Linked DNA regions of Scatophagus argus: region 1 is linked to region 2. A link is a contact called in public Hi-C data. All regions are on one chromosome and are shown on one strand. The core of a region is the stretch at or near the end of the contact, and the rest is flanking DNA. Distances in the headings are between cores, read along the strand shown.

Region 1 (6,061 bases), core at 788-3,287, 130 kb after region 2:
ACAGGTATTGGCCCTAAAAAGCCAGGATCAATCTGGAAATAGTACAAGGATTTAAACCGATATCGTGCTGAAAATCTTAACGCTGATATTTGGTCTGACACCAACTAGTGAGAAAAAAACACGGTTAAAGAAGTACAGAGTATTTACCGATGTTAAGCAATCATAATCTAGCGGTTAGAATATCATTGCCTCCTTTGCTTTAGCAAACGATAATGAATCGACGTCGGTTCGTAGTGAAAGGTTCTTTATTTAAATGCTGGACACACCGTGATTAAAAATACAAAAACACGCAACTTGTCAGTTAGTAGGTCCATTCAATCTCTCTCTGCCTTTCTTTCGCGTCAAGGCTTTCAAGCTGCCAGTTAACAAAGACACCAGCAAAGTATAACAGAACCGCGGCGAAAACCACATTCCTACACACAAAACTTTCGCTGTGAACCAAAACCATAAAGTGTCATTCTCAAATACTCACTTTATCCACATTCTTTGGTGCAGTTCTTCTGCTACGGGACGCCTTGATACAGCACTGACCAGTAACGTTAGTCCCAGGGTAGAAAGGATAGGAGGCAACAACTTGAGGGTAAACATTTGATTGACAGAACGCGTTGGCCAATGAGAAGAGACCATAGGCTTTCTAAGGCGTTACTATGTGGATTCTAATAAATGATTGGTTGAAGGGTAGTTGTCGAGCTCGCGGGGGAAGGTTTTGTGGGAGATGAATTCTCTTCGTTCGGTGTATGTCTTGGATTGTATGTCTTCAAAACGACATCTCCCATCATGCATTGCGACGGCCGGAGTGCCCCCCCCCCCTTGTTTATCAGAAATAACTGAAAGACATACAGAAGGGGGGGAGAGAGGGAGACGGAGAGATTGTATATTTACACTTTGTTTTGTATTTAACCTCATTTGTATTCAAGTAACCTGCCAAACTACAAATGTAAACGGTCAATGCTAGTTGGACAATACAAGCACAGAAATGTTGTTGTCATTACTGTCTGAAAGATGTTTAAATTGGATGCCCTTCAAGTCTGTGTTAGGGACAAAGGTGTTGTCTCCAACAATAAAACAGGTGCACACTTATGCAGAGGAAACAAGAAGAAGTTTTACAGAAACTCTTATCTCAGTGCAGCACACCTGCCACGCTGCTGGCTCGTAGCCTTTTGCTGCAGCAGGTTATTTACATACTGCTGTGCAAATGTTTACGGGCTGATTGATTGATTTACTGCCTGAAGACACTTTGCTAACCAAAAATAGCTCAAGTGATCTGTAAAATGGCTTCCACTATTGTTTTATTTTTTATTTAGCTTTGGTTTGTTTTTATGAAAAGGGCATACAAACACATGCATGATGAACCTGAACTTCTGATTTTGCAAACAACAATCTATCAAGCTATCTTAATTCACAGAGATTAATTAAGGATATGGTCTGAGGACATGAAGGTCCATGTTCAAGTTATAATATAGCAGAGTCCATTGTAAATCGTCTACAACCTTGTAGGAACCTGTTTATTTCATTGCAATCTTTTTTTGAAAATAATTTTTGAGCAATGCATTTAGGAAATCAAGCAAAATTACTCCTGATACATACATTTTCCTGCCAACGATGTAGCAAGGTTTTAGATTTTTCACTGGGTTTTAGGTTGGTTTAGATTTTCTTGAAGGCTAAGTGCTGAGTATTTACATGCATTTGTCTAAAACATATAAATAAACATCCTTCTGAGTAGTGACTAACCTCTCAGCATGTGAGTTTCTTTTAAATGCCTATCAGTGTTTAATCTGGGTATGATTCATTTCCAGTATTTCGGTACTTTAATTCCGTCTTGCTAAAATGCTTCCTCTAATGTGAAGTGGCTGTGGGCCTGTTTTGTTTTTGGGAAGAGACTTTTATTCTGAAAAATGTCACCTTTTTTTTTTTAGATCTAAATCATCTCAAAGTATTTGATGGTGTGTGTGACAAAACCTTTAGCAGATACATGTATTTATTTTGAGCTACACTGAAAAGTCTAGAACATTGTGAACTGGAGAGGTGGAGGAGGAAACAGCACGCAGGCGGAACCTCTGTGACGAGGGCGGCAAAGAGGAGGGAAATTTTAAAAAGTCCGGACTGCCTGGTGGTGACAGCACAACTGAATCGCTCTAAGAAATCAGTTAGCTACATAAAAGCGTTTGGAAATTACACAAGCAGTCTAGAAATATTAGATACAGATGCATAATTGCTTCGAAACAAGTATCATCCTCTATGTGACACGATGGAGAGTCATTACGACCAGGTAATATTCCCTATATCAGCCGTTAGCTGTGAATGTGGCTAACACATTAGCTTTAGCATTGTTTTCGTTCGCTAAGTTGTCGTTAGCTGCTACTTTCATCGAGTCTATAAATACGTTAGGGTGTTTGCAGTGGGAGGTCATCGTCGCTTTATGTTGAGATAACAAATTATCTTAACGTCATTTTGTTAATAAATCGAGTTGCTTTTGCTTACACGTTAGCAACTTCGAAATTCCTGAAGCTTCTAGGAGCGCAACTGTGCTCTTGTTTGTGTAAACAGCCTCATTGTTGCGGAAAGCTGCTGCAGTGCTTAAACGATTGTTCGATTTATCGGTTAGCATTAGTCCATAGTCCATAACAGCAATTTTGGACAGTCGGTGTTATAAAGCTTTTACACAGAGAATAAACAGAGCATAGCATACCCATATCAGAGCATTTTTTGTTTTATGTTATTGTAATTTGAATATCTTTAATATGTTTGACTCAATATCAATCAATCATAACAACCCATTTAAAAACCTCACCTTGGGCTGCGGAGACCTATTTTATGCACATTTTATGAATTAAATGACTAATCGATACTGACATGTATTATTTGTTGTAGCCTTCTTACAGTTACTAAAGCAACTGCTTCTTCTTCTTGTCTGTAGATTTTAGATTCACCCTCAAAAAACAGTTACATTGGGAGCTATTACCAGCCTCCAGACAGGATACTTCCAAAACCAAGACAGCTAGAGCTCTCTGCACATTCATCTGTCAGCACGGACCCACAGATACACAGCCCTCAGACGTCGCAGACTAAACCTAATATTGACAGCAGAGGTATGACGTAGCCATTTTGTCAGCCTTCGTGCCTCATGCTGTGCTTTTGTTATGGTCACCTTCTACTATAGTTCCTGGGTATGCTTTTCTGTTCTTATTACCTGCTCTTCAGCTGTTGTTGATGCACTGAAGACCCTTCAGCAGAAAATCCGGCGGTTGGAGCTGGAAAGGAAACAAGCAGAGAGTAGCTACCGGCAGTTTTCCCGGGATGCTCAGAATCATCACCAGGTCACAGCATCTTACATGGTGCCCTGTCAGCCAGCAGCCAGCCTCCCTGAGACAGATAACTCTAGCAAAAAAGGTAAATGACGGAGAGTGCAAAGGGAGAGGCCACTGCAGTTTCATTATCCATTATGGAAAATCGGTCCTCTCTGTTAATTGTCGTGTCTGTGTTTATAATAACAGAGTTGGACTCAAAACTGCACTCTGCAGAAGCTCGGTGTAAGGTTCTTGAGAAGCAGCTGGATTACATGAGGAAGATGGTTGAAAATGCTAAGAAGGAGAGGAATGCTGTCATGGAGAATCAGGTAGTGCAAACAGCCACAAACTGAAAGAAAGAAAATTATTTTTTAAAAGTAGTCCCTAACTATAAAGCTAATATGATCTAGAGAAACTGAAGTCTGGAAAACACATTGAATAACAGAGTAACACAAATTGTGTGTACTGGAATAATGCATGTTATCATATCGCTATAAAATTTGTTTTCCTGCCCAATAGGCTTCTTTGCAAAAGCAACAACCAAGCAGCTCAAACCCCCAATCTCAGTGTGAAAAGCTGGAGAAACTTGAATCAGAGTGTCTTAAATTGAGTAGAACCCAAGCTCTGGCAGAGGTAATTCGCAGTGTTCCAGTTGATTATTATAAACACCTGCCATCATGAGCTAAATGATGAGAGCATTATCTCAACATAATGTTCCTTTCAGACGAAGCTTGCCATTCTGGAACAAAAACTACTGAAAGAAGAGCATGAACGTCAGCTTGTGCAGGAGAAAGCAGACAAGGTCAGTCCACACATACGCTTCACTTTATGTGCCAACTCTTTGAAGTAACAGTGACACAAGAATCGAGAGAAAAACACAATTTTTCATATTTTTGTGTTTTTATATCAAAATTCCATTACTCTGACTCCTATTAAATGTTCTCCAGTGGGTTTTAAATTACATGCAATTAACCGTTTTATAATGGCAAACTACCAGCAAAGACCTTGAAAAGGAAAAATTTAAGTAAAATAAAATGAAATAAATACATGACATTTTCCTGACTTCAGTCGTCGTATTATTGTCATTTCCATAGCTGCAGAAGGAGTTGGACATCAATCTTCGATTGTCTCTGACTACTACAGAAGAGATAAAATCAAAGAGGAAAACAAAAAAGACCACTAAGGTACTTTTCTTAGTGATAAAGCTAATTAAATGTCTGTATTTAATTGATAAGGAAAATATTAGTTTGCACATTGTGGTGATAGCAGCTGTCTTCTACCTCAGAAAATCTCCGGACAGGATGAGTTAGCATCACCAAGCAGCCCAAGGCACAAAAAAATGCCCTTTGTTGCAGGGACGGTAAGTCAATTCTGCTGTTCTGCGTGAACTCTGAAAGGCATGTATTATTTACGGTCTCCCTTTTTTGATTCCTTTTGATTGATTTTGATCTCTCCTACCTCATACAGTCAACGAGCCCAAGCCACTCAGTTCACGCCAACATACAAAGCATACTCCACATGATGAAGCACCATCAGCCCCAACTGTGTGAACAAGTGAGTGCTCTGCAGAGATCTGGTTGCAGAGTTAAGAAAAGCCTCCAGAAAGACTTTTCTCAATCTTCCAAAACTTCCCACAAGCCTGACAGGGATCCCGAACAAGCAGATCAGCCACTGGGCTCACTTTCTGACCTGCTCCTGGCTCTGCAGGATGAGCTAGGACAAATGAGCTTGTGAGTAAATGTTTTTTATTATTATTTTGTTTTTCTTTTACATATTTAATCATTTGTGTCTGTATTATTTTTGTCAGTGAGCATCAAGAATTGATGAGTCATATAGATGCAACCAGTCATCAAGAGCAGAGGCAGGATCTGCAGAGAGAACTGGAGAGGTTGGTCGCCAGGATGGAGGAGAAGGGAGCTCAGATCACTAAGCTCCGCAAACACCAGCAGACGGTACATAAACCATCACTCGATGGCGATCCAGAGGCTCGTTTGTAAAGATGGTCAATTGCACAATTTATTACCTCATGAAGGAACTTTGTAGATGTGTGAAAGTGTTGCATGTCAACAGAAATTTAATTAAGTCCAGTGTCTGTAGTGTCAGCTCATTTCCATCCATATTTATGTAGCTAGTGTATATGTCTAATGTTTTCTGTCTTTGGCCCCTTCACAGGTCCATAAATTGACCCAAAGCCAACCACGTGCTGTGAAACACACAACCAACAAGTCGAGTGGGATCAAGCCCCCAATTCCTTCTCCTGTTAAGGCTAAGAAGAAAGGAAAGAAAAGTGGGGCCATTCAGAACAACCTGCAGCTTCTCAGAGAAACGCAGAAGTTCAGAAACAGCCTAAAACAAGATGACCTCTCCTGGGAAACATGAGCTTCTCTTAAAGATTTTTCTCTGTGTGGACTTTGATACCACAGCTGGCTGAATCGCAGGACTCCCCTGTGGTTCCGTGCCTTCGTCTTTCCCTTCTCTTCAGATGGACTCTGATACAAGTCTAGTAATAAAAGAGGGAATAAAGTGTGTTTTTTGTGTGTTTTTCACAGGACCTAAACACCTGGGTGATTGACTGGATGATTAACTTAAATGAAATATTGTACATACAGTGTCCTTCATAAATAGATGATCTGTGATTCATGAGCCATGACCTTACATCTCATCTCATATGAATTTTGGGTAATCTATTTTTTAACATTTAATAATAAAGATTATTCTCTACACATTTTTGTTCATGTTTTACTCCTGTCAACACAAATGTTTTTCTTTCATTT
Region 2 (6,099 bases), core at 2,557-5,056:
TACTTACACTCACACACACCCTGATCCGGCAGCTCCAAGAATCAAACAGGCAACCTCCTGGTGTTAATCCTGTTTCTCTAACCCTAACGTCTCCTCTCTCCAGGAGGCAGCGGAGCGCCTGACTCTGTTCACAGCCGAGGAGGAGATCTTTGCCTTCCAGAGGACTGTTTCCAGACTCGTGGAGATGCAGACGGAGTCATACTGGATGGAGGGAGACCGCAGTTACAGCAAGACACACATCAACAGCGAACATGCTCACTGACTGAGAAGCATATACTTCCAAGCAACACAGTACCTCGCGAACTACTGACGCTGCATAGGAGAAGTTCCTATTTGGCAGAAATAGAAGTGAACAAGTCTTTTTTGGGAATAAGCAGTAGTTTTGCTCAAGTATATTCAAGACCTGATATCCACAGTGAAATTAGATACCTGTTTTCAATTTAGATGTGACTTGTCGCTGTCTTATGAATGTTTTACTGTCGGGTCCTCCTCTGTGAGGTGTGCTCTCTCCCTCTTGTGGACTATTTGTTTTAAAGAATATGGAAGCCTCTCCAACATGAGTGAACAACAAGGCAAGCAGGTGCTCACTTCACAGAGGGAAAGGGGGCCAAGTGTCCTCAGAGTAGTTGACTGCTGCCCTCTAGTGGGTTAAAGGAAAAGGGTAAAATATTCTCAAGTTGGCGGTTTTAACAAACGGTGTCAGTCATTGTGCAGGTCTTGAATAAAACCTCAGTTGTTTAAAACCCTGTATAAATTCAAAATGTTATGCATGATATTAATCCATGTATTTCATGAACTAGAATTCAGAGAAATATGGATGTGTCTTTGTGTTAAGCTCCGTGGCTGTTAGATGGGCACTGATGTCTCCCAGGTCTTAATCAAGTTAAGCTGCTCTTGATCTTGAACACGACTTTAGCAAGATGGTTTGACCACAGCTGTTGTTGTTTCTGACACTGTACTTTGTGACTGTTGAAAAGGGAAATTTGTCTTGCATTGTTACATGCAGTGGCATAGACAACTACAGGCTGCAACACTATAGTAAAAACATCTCTATGTAATAAAGTTGTCAAGACAAGCAAGTTTTGTGATCTGGTTTCTGGACTTTTCCTGAAGTCTGGGCATCCAGGGGCGTGGCCAAGATCAACAGTCAACTCTGCTTTTAAAATATACACAAATAAACAGAACAAAAAGTAGTAGAAGCTTAAAAGATGCAATAGGAAGTAGTTGATCTCATGTGCAACATATAAGAAAATATGAATATTGCAAATATTACATTTTTGTCACATTTTGTAACCTTGACTTTTTTTTTTTGGTATGAAGTGTGAACTATCTATATTTTTCTCATAATTAAAATGCAGACAGAAATTTTTAGTCTGGAGTGTTTTAGAAGTTCTTCCTTTGTGCCAGTAGGTGGCAGCAATGGGCAACCAATTGCTATAAGGTTTGTTATTGCGTCCATGTTAAGGATGAGGTCATCCTAGTGCACCACTCCAGCCCGGACCAGCCCACCCTGACAAGTCAGAACAGTGAGCAGCACCCACCGAATCCACATCAGGGGCGCTTTATACTGTGTTTGTACCAAATGTCCACAGCCAGAGCCAGGATCATCACAAAAGTACAAAAACATCAGAGTGAGTGTATCATCTCTTTAGATTTAAGCGACAGTAAATGGCTTTGAGTGTATGTGCAGTTGCATGGATGCGTGCATGGGAGCATACACACAACAGTAGGGGGGTGTCAGTAGCAAGGCCACAAGTCTTTCTCACCATAACTCTCAGTTAAAGGAAAATCAATCACACCCATGCCAAGGCCCCTAATCCAATCAGAGCATTATGCTGTTTTGGGGGGAGGCGGCGATATCAAACGCAAACAGAGATGGCCACCATGCTTTGTGACTGTTGTAATTGGATGATTCACACTGGATTAGACTGGTGGTCGTATAGTCTCCATCCTCTCTGGACAGCAGTCTTGATGCTCTGTGCTGATGAAGGGAAGACGGGGAACAGTTCACCTTTTGTCTTTTGGATCAATCACACGATGTGCATTAAATTTAGATTCGTACGGTCATAAGACTTTGATGTTGGAAGGCCTGGTAAATATGGATGAAATCGAGTTTTGAGCCAAGTTGACTACAGCAATATGTTAAAGACTGAATTGAGCTCAGATCTTGTCCTAATATGAGTGTTTAATCAAGTTCTCCATCCTCTGGATTATGCTGTTCAAACCTGAAAGACCTGGTAAAGTGTTGGGTTAAAAGGGTCACATGTGAGGAAATAACACAAATTGATTGCGGTTGTTTGCATGAATATGTCTTATGCAACTCTATCATAGCCTGTAAATGGGCATCTGGGGTGTAAGATGGTTTATCTTGCACAGAATAAACTGGCCTAATACAAAATACACTGCAGCAGAGTATTGAAATAGCATGTCTGACACTTCTTCTGGACTTAGGCCTAATGTGTGCAGGCACACACAATTTGGAGTTTTAAAAAGCTGTTTCAATCCTTGCATGTCCGCTAATAAATAAAGAGGAAACAAAATAACTGCTTTACTTAATGATTGCCAATAGCAAAATAGCAAATTTCTTCTTCTATCATCTAAATGTAAAATTAAAAAAGATTCTAAACATGAGGCAAAGTAAAACAGTATTTCTGCACGTGCGCACACACACACACACACACACACACACACACACACACACACACACTCTCAGACATCCTAACCTCTCTCTGTACATCCAGTGGGCGGTTAACTCTATAGTTCTCTGCAGGAGCCAAACTGCTGCATCAGGTATTCTCTTTGATGTGAGGGGAACAAAAAAAACCATCACATCACAATGCGTGGATCGTCTATCTCCTGTAATCCTGTACAGTCCACACTCCAGACTGCTGCTGTAAATGACCGTGTGTGTGTGTGTGTGTGTGTGTGTGTGTGCTGTGCCAATCTGGGTGTCGATGACCACAGTTAAACGGTAACATCCAAACTTGTTGGGGAGCATGTCTGTCAGCCTGCTGACAGTGAACACTGTGGTGAAAATAAAACACAGGCAGGCACAATAATATTTATGTTATGTTATGTTATGTCCAAAATAAAAGCACAATATCATATACTGATATAATAATAACATACTATTGTGATGTCAAATCAAAACTAAAATAAATGTACCATAAACACAACATAAAGTCAGTGTGGTAATATTCAAGCAATATCTTGTAATGGTCAGCTGTGAACGCGCATTCCTGCACAGAAATCGTGAGCACACGCAGGTGGACGCGCACCTTGCATGTCAGGCAGCCCTCGGTGGAACAAAGAAGATGTGGACGAGGCTGTTTTGATCTGGAGGAGGAGGAGGAGGAGGCGAAGGAGGAGGAGGAGGAGGAGGAGGGGGGTGTCCAGAACATCACTTACAGGATGGAGAACCATCTAGGATTTCTGCCCTTATCTCTCTGGCTAATAAACGCGATGACATCATCCTGAACGAGATTGACCAGTTCTCCAGAAAAAGGGGGCGTGGCCTGAAAGCCGTGACGGTCGTGATTGACAACCTGGTTCTTTGATTAAAGGCACAGTCAGCTGCTGAAATGAGTGATGTGAAATCAAAAAAAACTATACGGGTGTTTAAGTACGTGATGAGTTAATATTTCAAATGTTTTCACCATGAGGTGTCATCATGTCAGAAACATATACTGGAATGCTACATTTTGTAAATAGTAGTTAATCATTAAAATTACTTGTAGGCTAATATTATGAAACATGGGATAATGTTAGGTGGACCCTGGTGGAAAGTTTTTGTATGTTGTACATTTTTGGAGACATTATTTTTAAAGGTGTTTTTGAAGCACACTTTTTGTTCCAAAGCTGTAATTAGCTGATAAAATCTGCTGTGGAGGTGAGACAACTCATTCTTTAACAGGAAATCATTACTTACATTGGCTGCTACTTTAAAATGTAAGTATTGGCTGGTTTTCTATGTCTTCTGCAGTATTAAATTAATGTCTGATTGTTGGGCCATGTGTTGGGACAAGACAAGTAATTAGAATATGTCAACTTCTGCTCTGTGAAACTGACACCTTTTTTGTTTTTATGAACCAAACAATTGATTAATCAAGAAAGTAACTGACACAATAATTGACAATAAAATTGTTAGCTGCACCAAAGGGACACCTGTAGTATCCACCACACACGTATCCTACGCTTGGTTGTCATTTGAACGCACCTTTTATCAGCACAAAAATCGACAGTAAAAAAAAAAAAAAAAACTTTAAAACTTTAATGGTTCCCTCTTATTCTTCTTCTGTTCTATCCCTCTATTTCTGAACCTGTTAACCGACATGTCAGGACGTGTCCCAGCCTCCACCTGCGCACAGATCGCTCCGTCCTGTTGGACTGTAGTGTCTCTTTAAAAGGCGATCCCATGCACAGGATCCAGGGGGCTGGCCCTTGATCGACTTGCATGCGCGTGTGTGAGTGTGTACGTAAGCGTGTGTGTGTGTGTGTGTGTGTGTGTGTGTGTGTGTGTGTGTGTGTGTATGTGCGCGCGCGCGGCGTTGTGTGGAAGGCAAATCGAGATACAGTAGTAACCCAGAGCGAGGTGGCAGCCTTATTCCACATCGACACTGACTTGCCCTGCACACAACCTATCTGTCTGTATCGCAGAGCGCACTTGAGGAGTGAAAGAAGAGAGAGTCAAGATGGCATCTGGAACTAGCCGTGGACAATCCGGGATCTAGTCTCTTCTGGGTTTTATTCATTTGGCACCACGGAGCGCGAGTAACTGGTCGTGCAAGGTATTTCATTTAAAGTGTTGAGAGCGCATTTATTTCCCAGAGAGATGAGGTTTGAGCACTTTCTTCTGCCATAGATCTCCCGTGGGTGGATTCAGACCCCTTGCACCAGGACGGGATTTTGTGTGGGGCTCTTATTAACGAGCAAGTAGTGTTTCATAATGAAGCGGAGCTTAGAGAATCGCTTTATTTCAATCTGTTTGTAGTTTGTTGTAACTCAGCTTACAGAAATAGGTTGCAATGACTATCCGCCGCCGTGAGTATCTTTCAAGCTGTGTTTTAACTCGGACCTAACCGAATGTGTTGGGTTTATTCTTTCTGTCTCTGTATCCTCAACAGGCGTTAATAACTTAAGTTGCTCCTGGTCCTGTTGGGACTTCGCTGGTGTGGAATAGCAACAAAGGACGGGAGCGCGCATTCATGGGACGCGACTTTGACAGCTCCACATATCTTGTCTTGTAACTTTATTACCTGGCAGCGGGGGCGAGATTGTGACCGGAGCAGAAGATCATGGCTGAGGCTCCGCTCCCCGACCCACTCCCGGACTTGGACGTGGTCATCGATCCGGATTTCGAGCCCCAGCAGCGGCCCAGATCTTGCACCTGGCCGTTGCCACGACCAGACTCTAACGCGGTGAAACCGGAGAGCCATGACACAGATATTATACCCGAGGAAGAGGATGATGAGGAGGATAATGCCACCCCGACAGCCATCAGTGTCAATGGCCCTGGCCTGGCGACAGAGGACCAGAGCAGCAACAGCCCCGTAGCCGACGGAGCGCTCTCCTCTCCCGGCCAGGAGAGCGGAGGCTCCCCGCTCTCCACGCACTCCCCGACGTCCACCTCTGGCGCTCTGACCCCGAGCAGCTTGGCCCAGCAGACCCCAAGGAAAGCATCATCTCGCCGGAACGCCTGGGGTAATCTCTCCTACGCCGACCTTATAACCAAAGCCATTGAGAGCGCGCCGGACAAGAGACTGACACTGTCCCAAATTTATGACTGGATGGTGAGATCCATCCCCTACTTCAAAGACAAAGGCGACAGCAACAGCTCTGCGGGATGGAAGGTAAGAGTCGTCCCACTCACCAACCCAGCCCCCCCCCCCCCCCCCCACTCCCCCTTCCTCCATCAAAACAAAAACAAAAAGCATGTGGCTTGTAAACCCACTGACGTACACACACACACAGCCCGACGCACGCACACAATTATGCCAGCGCAGTCGTGTTTTTACTAGCGTCCATTTGGAAAGTCTGGCACTCATTATTCCTCTCATTATCATTCTAATGGAAATTACAGATCAGTTCGAAAACGTCGAG

The links. Hi-C and Micro-C count contacts between places; a contact is called where the count stands out from the background.
Region 1: a contact with region 2 is called in a Hi-C map of muscle, with 4 times the contacts expected there. The contact joins the promoter of cep57l1 here to the promoter of foxo3b in region 2. A contact is called at or near these places in 2 of 2 Hi-C or Micro-C datasets (both in muscle).

Annotation. Positions count from the first base shown.
Region 1 is chr19:8,101,103-8,107,163 of fScaArg1.pri, forward strand. cep57l1 (centrosomal protein CEP57L1) reads left to right here and starts at 2,038. Exons shown (of 11, transcript XM_046372546.1): 1 at 2,038-2,269; 2 at 2,918-3,089; 3 at 3,202-3,390; 4 at 3,495-3,616; 5 at 3,807-3,920; 6 at 4,012-4,089; 7 at 4,382-4,471; 8 at 4,573-4,647; 9 at 4,755-5,017; 10 at 5,095-5,239; 11 at 5,460-6,010. The coding sequence starts at 2,249. The coding sequence ends at 5,666. It overlaps sesn1 (sestrin-1), which reads right to left and starts at 593. Exons shown (of 10, transcript XM_046372331.1): 1 at 473-593.
Region 2 is chr19:7,970,309-7,976,407 of fScaArg1.pri, forward strand. foxo3b (forkhead box protein O3B) reads left to right here and starts at 3,807. Exons shown (of 5, transcript XM_046372327.1): 1 at 3,807-3,948; 2 at 4,657-4,787; 3 at 5,124-5,849. The coding sequence starts at 5,295. afg1lb (lactation elevated protein 1 homolog B) reads left to right here. Exons shown (of 13, transcript XM_046372641.1): 13 at 104-1,384. The coding sequence ends at 262.